Linked DNA regions of Zea mays: region 2 is linked to region 1. A link is a contact called in public Hi-C data. All regions are on one chromosome and are shown on one strand. The core of a region is the stretch at or near the end of the contact, and the rest is flanking DNA. Distances in the headings are between cores, read along the strand shown. Region 1 holds the start of LOC100279391 (U-box domain-containing protein 7). Region 2 holds the start of LOC100282394 (zinc finger, C3HC4 type family protein).

What was found. A called contact is a pair of places that touch in the nucleus more often than the background predicts.
Region 2: a Hi-C map of tassel shows a contact between it and region 1, with 3 times the contacts expected there. The contact joins the promoter of LOC100282394 here to the promoter of LOC100279391 in region 1. A contact is called at or near these places in 3 of 25 Hi-C or Micro-C datasets (bundle sheath, ear and tassel).

The regions. Positions count from the first base shown.
Region 1 is chr2:36,874,187-36,880,750 of Zm-B73-REFERENCE-NAM-5.0, reverse strand. LOC100279391 (U-box domain-containing protein 7) reads right to left here and starts at 2,576. Exons shown (of 6, transcript NM_001152404.1): 1 at 2,477-2,576; 2 at 1,789-1,863; 3 at 518-703; 4 at 204-311. The coding sequence starts at 1,839. TRNAL-UAA (transfer RNA leucine (anticodon UAA)) reads left to right here and starts at 2,769; the gene lies at 2,769-2,851.
Region 2 is chr2:37,170,760-37,177,323 of Zm-B73-REFERENCE-NAM-5.0, reverse strand. LOC100282394 (zinc finger, C3HC4 type family protein) reads right to left here and starts at 3,134. Exons shown (of 1, transcript NM_001155305.2): 1 at 1,959-3,134. The coding sequence starts at 2,989. The coding sequence ends at 2,432.

The sequences.
Region 1 (6,564 bases), core at 1,327-3,826:
ATATTGTAAAGCTGCAATCCCCTCAAGATAAAGGGAGACATTAGGATTTGTTGCGGAAGTTCAGTATATGTGGTTCGACAAAAATAGCTGGCAAAGCTAAGTTTCTGAAAGACTGTAGGGTTAATTGCAGAAGTTCAGTATGTATGGTCCAACAAAAATACTAGCTGGCAAAGCTAAGTTTCTGAAAGATTATGGACAACTACCTTAGAACCGACTGCTTCCGGAATTGTTTCTTCTACTTGGTGAAGGCTTTCCAGAAGTCCTTGTCTTGAATTCTCAAATTTTGTTAGAACGCTTTCTGCTGTAACAGCCTGGAATTCAGTGTTAAGTCAAGCACATTGCATATGATAATACAGAAAGTTCATGAAAAGTTGGTTCTCTGCCAAGTGCATATGTGTTTTATAATTTATACCACCGGTGACATCATTGTACAAGAATAGTTCATGCATTCATCCTTTGTTTACTTTCTCAGACTAGAAAATATCAAACACATTCACAGGGATGAAAAAATATATACCAAGTAAAGCTTGCTACTCTCTGAGCAATACTGGAGTAAATTCTTGGCTTTCTCAACAGATATCCTCAAGGAACTCAATGCCAGGAGCCCAGGACTGCATCCTGACCGTGTAGTCTCAAAAGGAGGAATGGCATCCAAAACTTCACGGACTACTGTGTAAAGTTCATTGCATAGTGCCCCATGTAGCTGCGAAAAGAAGCAAAAGAATGATCCAACTGATCCTACCACCACCACCATCCTGATACGTCACATTATTGAATAACCAAAATGCTAATCTAGAAAACAACAGCAGACGAGAGATATACTATGGAACATTCGATATGGTAGGTTCAAAGTCTCATTTTTTTTTAACGTAATGGTGTGAGCTCTGCCTTTCCAACAAGAAGAAGATTAGAATTGACCTAGTTTTAAACAAAACCGGCCCCAAAACCTACACAGAGTGTCCAACCAACACAAGCAGTGACAAACTCTCACACAAAACCTATCTAGAGTCATTGTTGCCGAGCTCAACACAAGGTACGAGAAACTCCGACTTCGTCAGACGGGTCGCACACGACCAAAAGAAACACGACAACGCCTACACCTAAAACCTGGCACTGAAGGAGGAAGACCGCGACGCACCATCATTGCCAAGCCTCAACACACCCAAACTCGAGGCAGCTCCAATTCTTCACCAACGATCTTGATCCAACACCCACCTTCGGTTTTTTGCCCGGCCTCCAAAACAATCCATACCACAAGGAAGTGGGTTCGCCTCATGTCATCGTTGTCGAGCCACATCCCCAGATATAGCAGTTTCGACTTCACGTTGCAACCCCACCTCCACCCGCAATTCAGACGCCGAGAAACGAAAGCATCAACTGAAGGCAACGTCGAGGCCGAGACAAACACAAACATGATGCCTTCAGTAAGGGAACGACGTCTATAACGCCACCATCACCGCGAGCCACGTGAGCTCCCCGTCGGCTAGCTCCGGTGGCTAGCCCCATGTCGCGCAAGCGTGAGCGATGTGGGGGCTGAGTCTTCAAAATCTCTTGATGTTTCTTCAAAGTCTCGGTTGAAACATCGGTGATACTTCTAGGATGCAGCTGTATTTCTAAACTGGAGAAACTTTAACAAACAAGCATCACAAGACACTACATAGAATGGAAGTACAGTATATGTGTCTGATACAACCCTATGGCTAACAGTCACACAAACAAGATAATTCCAATTATAACAACATTGTAGCATCACTAGCGTCCGATAAAACGAGAAGTCAAGTGGATTACCTTCCAATTGCCAGCGGCAATGAAATCCCCGTCCACCTCAAGTCTCTCCATGGTCTCTTATTTGTCAAATTTCATCTGGCAAGAGAAAGGTGAAGCCAATTATACAATATGATATCAGTCCACGCCTAGAAGAATTAGTGTCAACGCAGATATGTGCGGTCAAATCAAGAAAACTAGCGTTCACGTGTATCCTGGAATTGTATTTATCACCATTTTGTTATAAAGCACAAAATCAGTCACCATGCGTACAAACTGGTTACAAAAAAGTCACTTCTTTTAAACTGCAAAGTTATACTGTATATGAAATGTAAATTTAATTACCTAAAGCTGAAAGAAAAGAGGCACATATCTTATGACTTAGAGCAAACCTTGATATGTCATAAAATGATTAAACTCGCAATATAACCAGGAAAATCAGCAATTACACTTAAATTTATGGAATGAACTTATATAATGCACCATCTTATCTAGAATGGACAAACCAAACACCGTTTTGGCACCGGCAAGAAATTTATTTAGCATCTCTAATGGCACGAGAATAGGTTTCCGTAAATCGGTTATATCAATGAAACTGGCACAATCTCGTGACGTTCGTTCATTAAAAAAGAAATGGCCTTCAGAAGAAGAAGAAATGATCGATGCCATCGACAAATTAAAGGTCCAATAATCATTTAGGACGAAATCGTACCCGAGGCAAAGAATTTGTCCATGACTACGGCGGCTTCCTTGGCCCTGCCCTTCGCCTACCCTAGCCATGTTGTTTGAGAGACACAAAACCGCGTTGAGCCACGAATGGTGGCCAGATGGTTGCGGAGGCTGCCTTCGCCAATGCATTGTCGTCCGGCTCCAGAAGTTTCGTGCGCTGGCCTGCTAAATTTGGCAGCAGACTCCTCTGGTCATCTAGCAGGGGAGCAGATCAGGTCGGCACTACTGATTATAAAGACTATATATACTAAACAGAGAAACTTTTACACAAATCAGCTGGTTTGCCCGAGTGGTTAAGGGGGAAGACTTAAGATCTTCTGCACTGAAGTGCGCGTGGGTTCGAACCCCACAGCCAGCATATTTTTTTAATAAATTAAAATTTTATTTCTTTTTGTCTCATTTTCAATAGATTATTTTTTTTTTGTCTCTTATTTTGTAAGTTCCTTTCCCGCCTTACTATTATTTGTTTGTCTATGAGCCAGCATTTTCAATAAATTATATTTCATATTTTTTTGTCTCTTATTCTGTAAGTTTTTTTGCTGGTTTATTATTTTTATTTGCGTCTCTATATTTTCAAGGTTTTCTTTAGCGTCATATACCATGTTTTTTCACCTTCCCCATATAATATTTAGCATCCAATACCATATTTCGTTTTGCCTCCCCATATTTAATGTTTTGCAACCTTAGCATCTTATCAAGCATTTTATTAAATTCATTTTTTCCCTGCCTAATATATTCTGTTTGCCCCGTGTACAGAACGACGTGAAGGCAGGAATTGTGAGTATCACATTTAGCAGCATGGTTTATGCCAGTCTGGAGGCATGCATTTCAGTCCTTCAGGTTCAGGCAGCCATATCTCGTAATTTACCCATGACAGGCCCAATTGTGGCCTGGCCTTGCTTTGCTTGAATGGACAAGCCTGCCTACCTACCTAGAAAGAGAAAGAAAAAATAAACATGGAGCCTGCGGGGTCAGCGGTGAAGGCTCCAGTAAATGCGTGGCGGCAACGACAGCGCACTGCGCGCCGGCACTGCAGGCCAACAAAACGAGCCTTCTCTTGTTGTTGGGAATAATGGTAGTACGTGAGCAGTGATGATCCCCGGCGGCCCAGCTGGACGCTGCCCTTGCAAGTGCGTTGGGACCCTACTCGATCCTTCGCCACACTTGCGCGGAGAGGGTAGGGATACAAGTATGTACTTGCATGGCAATCGGCCGGCCGGCCGGCATATATAGGCGCACAGTACAGCACGGTTTGGCGTTGGCGTCGTCGGTGATCGCCGAGAGGATTATAATCCTTCCTCCTACCACCAGCACAGCCGTCCTCGCTCACTCACGGAGGAGGACCACAGCCTGGCTACTAAGTAGTCGCAAAGCAGCAAAGGTGATTATTGTGCCCGACGCGACGTACTACGGTGGCCAATTAAACACCTCCAAAGTTGGAGGAGAGCATCCAGCATTCCGCGGCTAATTAATCATGGCGCGTACGATCATCTTCCTGCCCAGAGGGAGACGCTGTCCTGCTTGGTACACTTTGCCTTAATTTGTATGGCCACGCACGCACGTACGCTCGCTCGTGATCCAAGTATGAACGAACCACACACGTGCTGCCGGCTGCGCCCCCACCTGTGAGTTGTGACTGTGAACCCGGAACGCCTTTCCCTGTGATTGTTGACGTCGTAGCTCGTGACCGCGCGCAACCTCTCCTCTCGTTTCCGTGGAGAGTCTGCATGCCGCGTGTTCTTCGTGGTAAGCGCGTCCCGATCGAGACTCCCGCGCCCATGCACAGCTCTTTGCCTGCCTGTAGCCATGGAGATTTTCTCAACAGGCAGACCTGGTCGAGTTGTCGACTTGTCGTACGTGACGTGCGTGGGGTAAGGGATCGAGGGGTCGGTGGTTGGCCGCGCGCTGCAGCCTGCAGTCACCCAACTGGGACTGGGGCCTCAAACTTCGCTTTCCCATCCACTGTGCCTGTAATCTATGTGACGGGCCCACTGGATACCGGGCCGAGGCTAGCAGCTAGCTGCAACCAACTTCGCAGACACCACGATCATACGTGTCTCCTCTTTACTACGTTCGGTTTTCATCAGCTGTCACGGAGTTCCCCACGTCGTGGGACACTTCCGAATCCTGCCGCCTCTGCTTTATTTCTTTTGATCAAGTGCGACTTGCAATGCCCGACATCCCGCATGCTTGTCTTCGTAGCGTATCAAAAGCTTCTTTTTTTCCCCCCGACGGTTGATAAAATTCTCCCTCCGTGGAAGAATCCCCAAGCGCATCCATCCACTGTGGCCTACTGCAGCGGTAGTGCGTCCAGTTAGTGGTTCGTTCGACTAGGGGCTTGGTTCAGCTTTTTTCCAATAATCTAGCTGTAATGAGAATCTAGATGTCATGTGGATTACATGTGAAGAAAAATAAAGGTTTTCGTAATGTTCATAATATAGAACTAGGTAAGGGCCCGTGCGTTGCAACGGAAACATATCGTCAATATAGGGAACGTAGCTCCTACCAATCCTATACGCAGCGTACCAGAGTGGTTGGTGATGGCATTAAACATGGCGAGCGCAGTGTAGGCATCCTTTCCGCAATCATAAGACAAAACTGAGATCCAAGCAGTGAAAATTGCAAGGCAGGCAATGGCTTTCCACTTGGAGATTTCAGGGAACATGTATTCTCAATCGTTGTCCCCTTGATTGCCACTGCCTATTTGCATGCATAAAGAATATAACCTTTTTGTTGGAATGGAGAAAATCTCAAGATTTCAGGCCTTGATCCTTGCAATAAAAGGAAAAAAAATAAAAAAATTGTGTATTCGACAAAGCATCAATTACTGGCAACTGCTGAATGATGAGACCAAATGTTTTACTTATAATTTTATGAGCCATCAAAGAACAAAGAGGGGCTTTCTCCCGGATAGCTTAAATTTCCATGTGGTGGCATAATGAACTACCTTATAATACTACGTATCAATAATTGGAGCAGTAGCCATGGTAATCAACAATAGATATAATACCTCTGCTGCCTCACAATCATTTTCTCAAGTTCCTTCATAATGTTGTGACCATATATCTCTAGAACTCTACACAAAAGTGACTCGGCTTGTAAATAACAAACAGCTACATGCCTCTTTAGACACCAAACTGAACACAACAAAACAGAGAAGGAACCTTTCAGCTTACCCATGAAGACGACGAACATCAACAGAACCAAGATCAATCACAAATCTGGTCTTCTCCAGGACCTTGTGCTGGTAGGGGGGGTCTTCATCACCCGCTTCATCAGCTTCTCCATGTTAGCACCTAGAAGGGAATATCAGAGAGAAGAGATATGTTCAGGTAGAAGAAGGGTTGAAGAAGGAGATAACAGCGAGGAGGACGATCTGATTTGATACAGAGTGAGTAGTATATTGCCTATATGACGTGTTTTTTTACAGATGCAGGGTGTGACACATGAAGATATGCTTAAAAGTTTGTAATTAAAACATGGCCGTATTGTTAGTGAATGTTGTAATGCCGTCCAGGTTTCCACCCACACCATGCCACTGATCAGGCCTGAATGCATACTGATTTGAGTACTGCTTGGAGGACTCATTGAATGGGTGCATGATTCATACCAAACAGTAAGTGCTACTCACTGCGACCAAATAATAAGCTCCTATTAAATATGCTGGTACAAGAACAGGATGAGACCTCCGTCCTGCACAAATATGTCCACATTGGACCAAAAAAGAAAAGGAAAAAGGACTCCAGTAGGTGCTGGTAGGTCCTGGTTCTTTTACTGTTTTACATAGGGAATGAGTGAGCTTGCACCAAAGTTTGCTTCGTGTAAAATTTTACCAAGCAACAAGGTTTTATCTTTTATTCGTTATATTTAGCTTCTATGTCACCGTGTAGGGCATCTCATCTGCTCATGTACAGAGGATGTTCTAAAGCAAATAGAGAGAAAATAGAATTAAAAAATTAGAGTATCCAATTCATTATGAGGAATAAAGAATTTCAACAAATTATTGATGTATGATACATTGTAACAAGGGAATAACTACCTGGAGAAGAATAAGCAAACTGGCATGCTGAT
Region 2 (6,564 bases), core at 1,885-4,384, 300 kb before region 1:
GTGATAGTAGCGTAATCATTTCTAGCTAGTGATGTTTCTTGTGGTTTAGTGAAGCTAGATTTATTTGTAAGAGCAACAATGCAATTCAGGGTTCATACTATGACACTAATGTTCAGTGTAAGAGATATGCCAAAAAAGAGGTGATTTTGATTGGTGATAAATACTACGCGCGAACTTCTAATACTTATGGTTTCTATTGATATTCTAGGCTACGTAGCATAGGTTCATGTATGAGGTGCGATGTTTGTAGTGGTGGTAATGAGTTGTAAATTTTACACTATAAAATTTAAGAATCGAATCGGATTATGATCGAACCCTATTTTTATTCATTTTTGAACTAAAATAAATTAAGGGATCAAACAAATTGTAAATAAACATTTAGATCGTAATCCATTACCATGTTCCCACTCCAGAAACTTGTTAGCTTGGGTAATCTCCAACACGAGTTCATCCACTCGCTTTGCCAAATCAGGTCTCTAGAGATCGCCCTCTGTCTTCATCACCTCGAGCACGCTTAGACGCTCCTCACGGCGCAGAGCCACTACATCCACTTGTTGTTGGATCGCATCACAGCGTGCCGTGAATTGGGTATGAATCTCGTTGCAGCACTCTTCGACATGGCACTCTACATCGTCACAACGCCCGTCGATCTTCTCTAAGAGGCATACTTAATGGATCTAGGATTGTTGTCTCTGCCACCAGATGTTAGCACGTTGGATGGGGAGTATACATGTCAAAATGGGTGGGCCGGACCAACCCGGCCCGAGCCCGGCTAGGCCCGGCACAGATTGAGATCATGCCATCCCGACTCAGATTAGAAAGCGGGTCGTGTCGTGCCGGCCCACGAGCCTCGAGCGAGGCCCAGACACGACACGCTAAGGTATTAACCGTGTCGGGCCGGCCCACGGCACGACGGGTCTAACAGACCTATAATAATATATGGTGTTTAAATGGTAAAAGTATGTTAAAAATATGCATACATGAAGGTTAAAAATATATTGTATCTTATTTATATGAAAATAAAAATAAAAATAAAAACGGGTCATATGGTACCTAGCCCACCGTGTCGCGCCTTAGGCCCAAGCATGGCCCGGTGACTGGGCCGGGCCGGCACGAGCCCGCTTTGCTTCATGCTGTGCCGGGTTTGGACCGGACCAAATCCGTGCAGGGTTTTAGGCCGTCCAGCAAGCCCGGCAAAATATATAATGGGGAGAGTGGGTTGGTGCAGATCGGAGGAGAACTGTTGTGTGATGTCTGCTCGTGTTATAGGTCAGATAACCCTTTCGAGCTCAGCCTACGACGCTCTTACACGGCCCACTCTAGCCCAGTCACATGGACGTTCCTGCGCCTCAGCCGACGCGGGCGTGTTTCGTCGCCTCCCTTCGCTTGCTGTTGTTCTGCACCTTCTGCTTCCATATCTCCGGTGTCCCAACATCGTTGTAGTGGCGCTAACATTCACAAGATTTTCAGACCAACTAAGGTCTAGTTTCGAAACATAAATCCCTTCGGGATTCACAGAGATTGAGGTAAAAATTAGCTTAATTTTCCACTCAATCCTCAGAAATCCCGAGGATAATTTAAGTTTCCAAACTAGCCTTAAACATATTTTGGACAAAAAAATCTAAAGGTTTTTAGTCACTCAATAAAGTAATTGAACAGAGTAAGCAAATGGTGACAGCATAGAGTCAACTGTCAAGCATTTGCTAGTCTTCAGTTATACAGCAGTATGATAGAAGCAGTAGCTGCTCTACGAATCATTGATCTCGAATACAAGAAAAACGTCCGATAGTACTCTGTGAAGCAAACATCAATTTTATCAGAAGAGAAACTGTAACTTATTAGTTCACAAGATTTACAGAAAGACTAATCATATGATCAGGCGTTCAGCAGCAAAAACTAACAGAGTATGGAACTGGCGTCATGCACAGATGCGCTATTGCAAGAACTAGAAAACATTATGGCGAAAAGTTTATACCAAAATCTTGCAATTCTCATCCCAAGATGCCCATTGATCAGTATCAATTTGAACACTGGGGCGCGAGGAAATGGTACAAAGTGCCAAACCAATTAACGAGAATCTATCTGCTATTCGCTTTCATCAGATCATTGGATCTGAGCCAAGAACTAACAGAACATTGCTTAGTTCATCACAAGTGAACGTAGATCAGAACAAAAGAAGAAACAAGCTAAGTTTGTTCAGTTCCGACGTAGCAAAAAAAAAAGTAAATGACTCCATGAGAACCGATCCAGACCATCAGCGAGATGCAATACCCTTTGACCAGTTCCAATAACGCATGCAGAGAAAGAAACGACGAAAGAATCCTTAAAGAACCTCTGGAAGAACTGATCCAAAAGACGCTCCAACACTGTCCCATCCAAGCTCGATCATGCGTCTTTACGACGGAGACCCAAACTGTAGCGCGTCCTGGAATCATATCGACGGTGGATACCGCGGTCTTCCCAGGTCCAACGACAGTCGCCGCTGTGGCCCCTGCTCCGACGACGCCCACCGCCTCGGCTCCTGAGCCTCCAAATCCGACGTCGACGTCGACGTCGACGACTGTGCTGGCAGTGGCACGGGCGCGGTCGGTGGAACCGATGTCGTCGGCGCCTTCCACGGTAACACGGGGTAGACGGGCTTGCAGCAGGAGGGGCAGCGCATGCGGTTCTCGCGGAGCCAGTCGTCGATGTTGCTCATGCACTTGGGACCCTTGCGGAGGTGGAACACGTGACCGCAGGAGAGCGTGCGGACCTCCTCCCGCTGGTCCAGGCTGCGGCCGCACATGGCGCAGTCGTAGGCCAGCGCCTGCCCCAGGGTGGTGACGCCGCCGAGCGTGCAGACGCGCATCCGCCACCATCCTCTCGAGAATCGGCCGTCACGGTAAGCCTTCATGCCCAACCAGCAGCTCACGCCGGTGAAGAGGGCAATGGAGGTGCCGCCGACCGCGGTGCCGATGGCCATCCCGACGGTGCCGCTGTCGTCGGCCATGGCGCCTTCGCTCCTCTTCCCCTTCCTTGCCTCTCCCCCACCCCTATCTCTCTCTCTCTCTCGCTCGATCGCTCGCTCTGGCTTTCTCAATTGTTCGCTCGCGTTGCTTTAGAATTGTTTGCGTTTGGAAGGTGGCAATGGCATTGGCGGTGCCGCGTGCCGGTGGTGGGTATTTGTAGGAGGGTGTTCGGCTGTTCGCTATGCTTAGTCGGTTAATTTTACATGTGGGCCCCAGCCCCCAGGTCACGATCCCAGACACCGGACGCCGCTGGAAGAAGCACAACTGCTGTGAGTAATTGCGTGTCGCTCAAGACATTCTTAACACGTCGCGGCCGGAGATATGGTTTCAGACTTCAAATCAGAGAGCATATATAAGGGAGCAATAAGCAGAAGCATCGTTGTACGTAGTGGCATGATATTAGGAAGGTATCAGGTGCATTATAGATCTATAGTGTACATGTTGCAAATAGTAAATCACGATATTTATTTTAGATAAGTTAGATGATATCAATCAGGTCCATATGCATCAAATTACCCATCAACGTGCTCTCAGGCCTTCCATGTGTACCAAAAGGTCCATATACATTAATTGGAGTCTACTAGTTGCTTTGGATAAGTTAGATGATATCTATTTGGATTTGGACAGCAAAAACACTGATCCGCAGTTTGTTTCCTTTCATTTTGAGAAATTAGAATCTTACTAATGGAATAAACTATTTTTTTAGAATGTGGCATTCCACCATTTTACAAAGTTATCATATAAGCTTATCTCAAATTTATGAGGTGAGAGATGTAAATTAATTCTATAGATTTAGATACTATTTTTCCGATGTACAACTTATAGTATATACTTTTCTACTTGTGCCGCTATAACATAAATGTAGTATATAACTATCTCTGTCATATGATTTAGGATAATATACAAATATATTACATATATAAATATATAAACTTAATTAGTTTTATCAAAATTATAATTATTAAAATGAAATTCCAACGAAACAAACGGGCCTGAAACTAATTTCTGCAATGGTTGCTCATGAACTGAGCAATTATTTCTGCAAACAAATTACGTTACATCTTCAGCTCTCGGCTGTACCGTATTCACCTGGAAGCTGGAACGCAAGCGGGGAAACAATACTCCAAGCAAGCAAAGCGCACTGCAAGATTTCTCAAAAATTGTTAATCGTGTCTTCAGTTCAACTGCCTTTTGTGTTACGTAGCCCAGAATATCAAGTATTATTAGAAGTTCGTCTGTAGTATCTACAATTAATCAAAATTACTCTCTTACAATGAATTGCACTCGTTTAAGGAAGACCCACACGAAACGATTGAGCAAGAGAAGTGAATTCTCCCTCTGCATTTCTTATTGTACCCCAAACACTATATTTAATAGTATTTACTTTTGATTATGTGCATAAATTGATGTGTTTGCCTAAATAGGATTACTTAGAAATACTATCCATATTTCTTGTTTAACCGGGGATTAAAGCTATGGTTAGTAATTATGCTATTGCTTAAATGTATTATTATGTTGTCACTCTTTGAAGATATTATTGTTCTACAAATGAAATAAATATTGTTGTTTTAATCTGAAGATTAAACAAAATTATGTTGTATTAAACGGAACATGAAGTGACCACACAGGAAAACAGTGCAACCACGAGTGCTATCATGACTCTGGCTTTGATAAATAGCTTTATAGACTTAGTGCTTAGCAACCCTACCTGAAAGATGGGCAAGAGGGGGTGGCAGTGGTTTGGTGGCAACTCATGTTAACATGGGGTGGTAGTCTTGACTAAGTTACCTCGCGCCAGAGGGTCACCAATACTGACGTGGAAACCTTAGCGGGTGTCTTTATACTAAGGATATTTTGTGAAAGCCTCATAATGGAACCCTAGTCATTCACCTCGGTAGTGTTTAAGGGTCCGTACAACCTAGGCCAGATGGGATACATGGCTTGTGGGTAAAGTTGTAGCACCTCTGCAGAGTGTAAATTTGATATGTCAGGCGTGCTCATGGTTAAGAGCAACCTGAACCCTTACATGATAACTGAACTTAAAGATGGAGAATAAATCATGATCCAATGGTTTCTAAATGGTTTGCTTGAGTGGTTTCACTTAAGTGCTTTTAGATATAATCATGTACTTATGTTTAGTTAGGAATTTTTGGGATACACTTACAATTAGTAAGTTAGGCGTTGTTAATAAAATATTTACCAACTAAAATGTTTACCGCTTAACCATAGCCTACCATGTTAACCTTGCATAACTCCTCCCACTTGCCGAGCCCCCACCATAAGTAAGCTCACCCCTTGCTAATTCAGAAGGTGATGAGGAAGACTTTGACGAAGATGTTGATGAGTGCTGAGTCTAGCAACGCTCCGGTCATCTTCCTGTGGGAGATTGCCCATGATATTTCTATTGTATCCTTCCACCACGACAGACTCCTTTCTACTCAGTTGTGGCGGAAGAAGTTCTTGTGGAGCTACACCACCATCAAGTGAGGAATGGTGTAATCATGGAGGACAGCTTTGAGGAGATTTTAGCAACACCCACTCCGTTGTCAGTCTCATGCCTTTCATGCGGGAACTTCATCTTCAACACTACCATTGCCAGCATCTCAAGCCCCTGCTCCTAGAGGTGATGACTCGGATGATTCTGGTGATGGTGGATACGATGATGATGAGGCAGAATAAGAAGAAAACAACGATGAAGAAGCCAATAATGAATATGAGGACAACTTTATTGGAATGTGGCCTATCACAGAACATTACACCTCAATGTTCGAGATGAGACACTTCCCAAACTTGCTGCAAAATGTACTACATGCGCTGGGAACCTACATTCGACCTCTATATGACACAAGGCGGGTTTATGAGCCCCCTCGGGCTTGTTACTACATCACTCGTGTGCATATCAGGTTGTAGGATGCAGGAGACAGAGGTTTCAGGATTCTATCATTCCATGAGTCTTTGACGCCGCTTTCCACATACGCTGCTTCGGTCAGCAATGCTACTCGGAGAGCTTTGTGGTCCCTCAGCCACACCTATCGGTAGCAGCTGCACGACATGGCGTACATGCAACTTCCCCTATGTCCTCGTGGAGAGAGCTAGACAGGTGTTGTTCCAGGTGAAGCTGGAGAAGATCGCCTCAATACTCTTGTAGGTGTGGTGGCAGGTCTTAACACCGACCTGGACAGTGCTACCCTGGACCTATCAAGGGTACATGAAGAGCTTGAGGACGCACATGCAAGGATTGCAGCCCTCGAAGCTCAGCTTGAAGGAAGGAACCCCCCCTGAAGCTCAAGTCCCTGCCATAGCTGTGTCCCCGCCCCGCAAAAGGATACGCTATGCAGCCCTAGGATCAATCACTAGGTTGCTTTAGGGCATTATGAGTCATATTGTAATAAGATTGAGCTCAAGTAGACGATGAACCTTTTATAGTATTATTACTATAATAATAACAATGTGATGGTGATGCTTGCATAATGCTTGATTTGGATTTTTGTCTGAGTGCAATGATCTTATGGAATGATGGCCATAAGAACATTAAACTAACAAATAATTCTTCAAC